2 separate regions of the Mus musculus genome follow, and region 1 is linked to region 2. The links are chromatin contacts, called in public HiChIP or PLAC-seq maps. All regions are on one chromosome and are shown on one strand. Each heading gives the region's core, a stretch centred on a gene start, on an enhancer-like site or on the middle of the called end of the contact. The rest is flanking DNA. Distances are from core to core; before and after follow the strand shown.

Region 1 (2,700 bases), core at 28-2,527, 43 kb before region 2:
CAGAACAATCCTGCTTCAGCTTCCCTAGTAAAGCCAGCCAAGCAAGACTTTGAAGACATGTCTGGGGAAACTGTAGCCCCAGCAGAGGGGACAGCAGGTGCAAAGGCATGGAAGCTGAATGCTTGTACTTGGTTGTAGGGAAAGCAAGAGGTCAGTGTTCAGGAAAAGGAGATGAGGCCAGGCATGCCTGCGGAGGGTGATGCTGGATCAAGGCTGTGCAGAGATCTGCAGATGTTGGCTTCATTTGGAATGGCATGAGGAACTAATTAAGGGTTTTGAGCAAAGTGCCATATAGTTCATCTTGGGTGGGTTCGTTTGTTTGTTTACTTTGGTGCAAAGAATTATATTGAGGGTCTGGTGAATGGTAAGCAAGCATTCCTCCAACGATTTGGATTTTTAAAGGAATCCCTGATTCTCACATTGGCACAGACCCGCCGAGGACAAGGTTGGAAAATCGGGCTAAGTAGATGCTCACAGTACCTGGGCAGAGCCTGGACATGACAGCAGTTCAGTAGTGTGGAGGTCAGAGTCTAGGGATACAGGATGTCTTGCCCAAGCTGATGGGACGAGGGGGAGAGGGAGGGCAGCACTCAAGGATAATACTAGACTTTCTGGCTTGAAGACTGGAAGCAGGGATTGGGGAATGCTGTGAAGAAGAAATGTGTGTGGAGGGGAAAGCAGCTGAGCCCGCTAAGTAAGAGGCGTCGGTAGACATTTGGAGCTGGAGATAAAAATAAACTTGGTTGCATATTACACATTTCAGTCATCTGGGTAAGACGAGGACCTCACAAATCAAAGTGGGGTAGGGGCTGGAATGACTCCTCTAGAATCGGTTCGTTAGGCTGCTAGGAATGAGGTGGGGCAGCTCCACTAGAGCAGTTTCATTTTGCATAACTATACAAAACGTTCCGTGGAAGTCCGTTCCACAGTCTCACACTCACCCTCCCTGTCTCAAACGTCAACTAGATTTCGTTTCACCTTCAGCGTTGGCATATACAAGGCTTTCAGAGAATTGAAACTCAAGCTAGCTCGCGAGTGTCCGGGACAGTCTGTATCCCGCGGGTCAGACTGTGCATCCCAGGACTGTGGTGGGTGGGACTGGACTAGGAAACCTGGGCCCTGGGTCTCTCGCGGTGCGTTTGCGAGTTGCAAGAGGACCTCACCATTCTCCTGACCCGAGATTGCGCGTGGTGCTTCGCAGCGCGCGGCCCCTTTAAGGCTCGGCGAGTGACCTCAGCGGCGCGCTCCGGCCCCGCCCCCGCCAGCGGCGTTCCTAGTGCGCAGGCGCGGCGCGGCGGTACCCGGCGGGGCTCGGGACGCGCCAGCGGCGGCCGAGATACCGGGCTGCGGCGCCGCCTGCTCCGCCTGCAGTCTCCAGCGCCATGGGCTCCTGAGGTACCCGGGCGGCGGATGCACGGGATGAACGGGGACCGGGCGGGGGCTGCACCTTGGGGAGAACTCCACTCTGGGGACTTCCCGCGGGGAGGCAGGGACTCGGAGGCCCCCAAGCGGCCCGTGGGTGTGCCCGCTTCGCCAGCGTGGCGGGGCCCTGAGTGTAACCGGACCTGCTCGTGGGGGAGTCGGGGTGGGCGGCGCGGGGCCCAGCCTCTTACCGATGGGACTGTGCGCACCGCGGTGGGTGTGCTGCAGCCTGGCACGACCGAACGGGGCGGGGAGACGTCGGTCCTCAGTGCAGTGGCTTTGACCTGGCCCGGTGGTCGGCCCTTGAGACGGTACATGCGTAAATGGGGGTGTGCGCGCGCTTTGCACACAGGTCAGTAGATTTGAAGGGGGATAGGGATCTGGGGCTCCCAGGATGCTGGGTGTTCAAAGGAACCCTAGAGATTGGTTTGGGTGTGTGGTGCCTGTTTGCCTGGGCACGCCCTTGGACACCTTGCTTGGATGCTTAGCTTGGGGCTAAGGAGCTCCAGGCAGTGGCAAAGCTAGGGAGTCTGGGGAACGGGCTCGGATTTTTAGTTTGTATCCTTTCTTGGAGGACTGTATGAGGCGGGACATCTCATCCCTCCCTCCTTGGAGGCCTTGGTGGGGCAAAGCAGGTGTCTGCCTGCCTGATACCTGGGTGTGAGGTGAAGGTCTATGTATTATTCATCTGGCTGCCAGGTGCTTTATGTAAGGAGAGAAGTAGCAATCTGTGCCCTGGAGGCAAGTGCTGCAGACTCAGCCAACACACACACACACACACACACACACACACACCCCACCAGCATCAGCAGCAGGGGGAGGTGCAGGTCTCCACGGTCTGGCTTTTTTGACAGGCTGTTTGCAGCATCCCTCTTCGTGTCAACAAGTTTGGTGGGCCCTTGGGCTCGGCACATCTGAGTATCTTGAGAGTTCTGTGCAGGGCCGGAGTTGGAACCCTTGGGTGTGGGAGCCCCAGAAGCTAGACTGGTGCTCACCCCGCACACAGATGTGAGGATCGAGGCATCGAAGAGCTCTCAGGTGCTTGGGGCAGAATCAGAATTGGAAAGAATCACAGGGATTCCAGAAACAGAAGACAAAAGACTGAGGAGTATGGAGGTGGATTCAGTGCTGGGGGGTGGGGGGTGGGGGGGATGGACAAGCCAGCAAAAAAAAAAAAAAAAAAAAAAAAAAAGGAAAAAGAAAAAAAAAGGCTTCAGTACAAAGGGACAGTCGAGCCAAAGCTGGGTGACTAACATTCCTCAGAGACTTCTTGCTTTC
Region 2 (2,700 bases), core at 181-2,680:
TGAAAGCCCCTCCCCAGTTCCCGTCTGCTCCAGGCACTCCTCGTTGAGCTGCTGGCACTCAGGGTTCCGCAGCGCTGGGTTGGGCATCCTTGGGACCACCCACCCTCTCCCTGGCTCCCTCTACACGCACATCCCAGAGCTGCCTCCCAGGGCTGGGATCTCAGAGGTAGGGTGGCAGGGGCCTGGTAAGCAGAATTCAAGCAGCACTTGGTCTTGGCTCCAGTAGCCTCTTGAGGTGGAGAGTGGTGGGGAGCCCTACCTTGTAGCCTTCAGTGGATGCTCTCCCCTTGGTCACCTCTGGAACAAACAGGTTCCTTCCCTGGGGTCCATAGGGAGGGACCTCATGGGGCTGTCACATCCTAGCAACCTTCTTAGCCTCCTTCCTTCCTTCCACACGGCCCAGAGGCCAGCTCGGCCCCACCCAGAGGGCCTGGCCAGCTGCTCCCAAGCCACCCAGGGAGGCAGCAGACAGGTGGGAGCTCCTGGGGCACGGCCGTGGGATTGCTTCCACCAGTGTGTTTCTGAGACTTCTCCTTATCTTCCAGGCCAAAGTATGTTGCTGCTTCCTGTCTCCACTGGTCCCCACCTACCCTGGCACTTGCCCTGTGACATGATGGGTGAGGCTGTGGGGGAACTCAGTGGCAGGAAGCTAGTGGTCCCTGGGAACAGGGGACAGGAATCCGTACCCAACTGCCCCGTTCTTTCTTCCCATTCTTTCTTCCTAGGATGCATAAACTATCTTGTCTCATTTATTTTTTAATTTTTTTTCAGATAGAGTAGCTCTTTGTACATAAAAAAAATACTTGAAAATTGTATGATGTATGAGAAGACAGAGCCCCCTAGTTTTGTATTTTGTCCTGTGACTGCCATGCGTTCCACCAGAAAGCCGCTCTATTTTGGTCTCTGTGATATTTTAAATGCGTGACAGAAGCAAGCAAATAAAGTCAGGAAGAAATATATATATGAGATAATATAGATTGTATTGAAATCTCTTCTGCCTGCCAGCGAGGTTTTTTTTTTCTTTTCCCCTCTTGTCTGGGAGAAGTGTAGTGGCCGTGGGCAGAGACGTCCACCCTCTCTCTTCCTGTGTGTGAAGTGGATGTAGGTCATGGGGGCGTTTACACCGTCTGGGTCTAAAATCAGGTCCCACATCCCTATTTGACAGTTTCTTCTCTCTTCCCAGACAGCCTAACACGGGGAATTTCCTCTCCCCATCCCTGAGAGGGCTGGGCCTCAGTCCTTGTTTTTTTCCAGAGGCAGGTGGTCACCTCTTCTGTAAGGCATCTCCCAGAAGACTTGCACACCTGCCTCATCTTCCCTGAGCCAACCCTCCATCCTTAGGGACCAGGAGCCTAGGGCAGGAGCTCCTGGTCATGGGTACCTTCCCTGCATGCACCATGCCTTTCCAAGAGCCTGGCCTATGGGTGACAGGCATGACTGGAATGCACGTGGGGGAGGGAACTTCCTAAGCAGCCTATAACCCGAAGGTAAACGGCCTACCTACATTGTCTGTGCACACCCCCACCCCCACCCAATACCCCTTCCAGCTGCCAGGCCTCTCAGGAAGAAGTCTTGGCACAGCCCCAATCTGAGGGGGAGAAAGTTCTGTGGGTCCAGCCAAGCCACGTGATCGGGCTCTCCCCTCTGCCCCTTTCTTTGGCCTCTTCCCTCACTCCCGGACTTGCCACATACAAGATTCCTCTAGCATCTCTTGTGCTTTTAGGTTTTGCAGCCCTTCTGGCTTTTCTAGACTAGTCCTCTATAGCACCGTTATAGTAAAGTGACCCCTCCGGGGGTCGGCCAATCCTTTCATAGGGGTTGTATATCAGATATTTACATTGTGATTCATAACAGCAGCAAGGTGACAGTTATGAACTAGCAACAGATTATGGTTAGGGGTCACTACAACATGAACTGTATTAAAAGATCCCACCATTAGGAAGGTTGAGAACCAGTGTTTCAAAGTAAACTGGAGCTATAAGAAACCAGGCAGTACCACCCAGAAAAACCCTACTGCCCTGGCTGAAGACCAGAGGAGTCCACCCCTCACCAGGATGGCAGAGTCAGTGAGTATGCATACAAACCCATCCCCTGACTGAGACTGAAGCCTAGCTCCCAGAACTCAGTAGTTCTCTCTCCCTGGCTCAAAAACACTGGGATGTAGTTCCCACAGGGCTGTAGAAAATCAGACTTGGGGCTGGAGAGATGGCTCAGTGGTTAAGAGCACCAACTGCTCTTCCAAAGGTCCTGAGTTCAAATCCCAGCAACCACATGGTGCCTCACAACCATCTGTTATGAGATCTGACGCCCTCTTCTGGTGTGTCTGAAGACAGCTACAGTGTACTTACATAAAATAATAAATCTTTTTTAAAAAAAATCAGACTTATGTGAAAGTAGAAGGAAGACAGTTTTCAAAGCTTAGGACCTGTCTCTCCCTGGCTCTGTACAGTCTGAGCTCATTTCTTGCCTATCTCCATCCACACCTGCTTGTGAGAGCTAGCAATGGGATATAGCCTCCCCTCACCCATAAGTCCCTTCCCACCCATCCGAGGCCACTCATTTAGAGCACACACAAAATAGTCCAAGACATACACTTCTCTTGTGGAAAAAGAGAACTTGACTTTATTCAGAAAGTCTACAAAATACTCAAGGCAGATAACTGGCTCACTTGAAGTCAGAAAATAAATAAACTCTGGGAGC

Evidence for each region. HiChIP or PLAC-seq counts read pairs in DNA pulled down with a chosen protein or histone mark.
Region 1: a contact with region 2 is called in an HNF4G HiChIP or PLAC-seq map of pancreatic cancer cells. The contact joins the promoter of Tmem184b here to the enhancer-like site in region 2. A contact is called at or near these places in 3 of 39 promoter capture datasets (the 3T3-L1 cell line, embryonic stem cells and macrophages), 8 of 484 Hi-C or Micro-C datasets (bone marrow-derived macrophages, cortical glia, embryonic fibroblasts and 3 more), 15 of 115 datasets of contacts at active chromatin or transcription factors (the HPC-7 cell line, a colorectal cancer cell line, double positive thymocytes and 11 more) and 4 of 9 other capture datasets (adipose tissue, embryonic stem cells, liver and 1 more).

The regions. Positions count from the first base shown.
Region 1 is chr15:79,401,880-79,404,579 of GRCm38.p6, reverse strand. It overlaps Tmem184b (transmembrane protein 184b), which reads left to right and starts at 1,277. Exons shown (of 9, transcript NM_172608.1): 1 at 1,277-1,395.
Region 2 is chr15:79,358,976-79,361,675 of GRCm38.p6, reverse strand. It overlaps Maff (v-maf musculoaponeurotic fibrosarcoma oncogene family, protein F (avian)), which reads right to left. Exons shown (of 3, transcript NM_010755.4): 3 at 2,600-2,700. Tmem184b (transmembrane protein 184b) reads left to right here. Exons shown (of 9, transcript NM_172608.1): 9 at 1-992. Among named protein-coding and RNA genes, the nearest start is that of Maff, 13 kb to the right of the region's middle. Within about 2 kb of position 1,430, at least 38 of the 459 cell types and tissues checked have an H3K27ac peak or open chromatin away from gene starts, as enhancers often do. A contact at or near this core is called in a colorectal cancer cell line, embryonic fibroblasts, pancreatic cancer cells and 1 more, where this site is marked.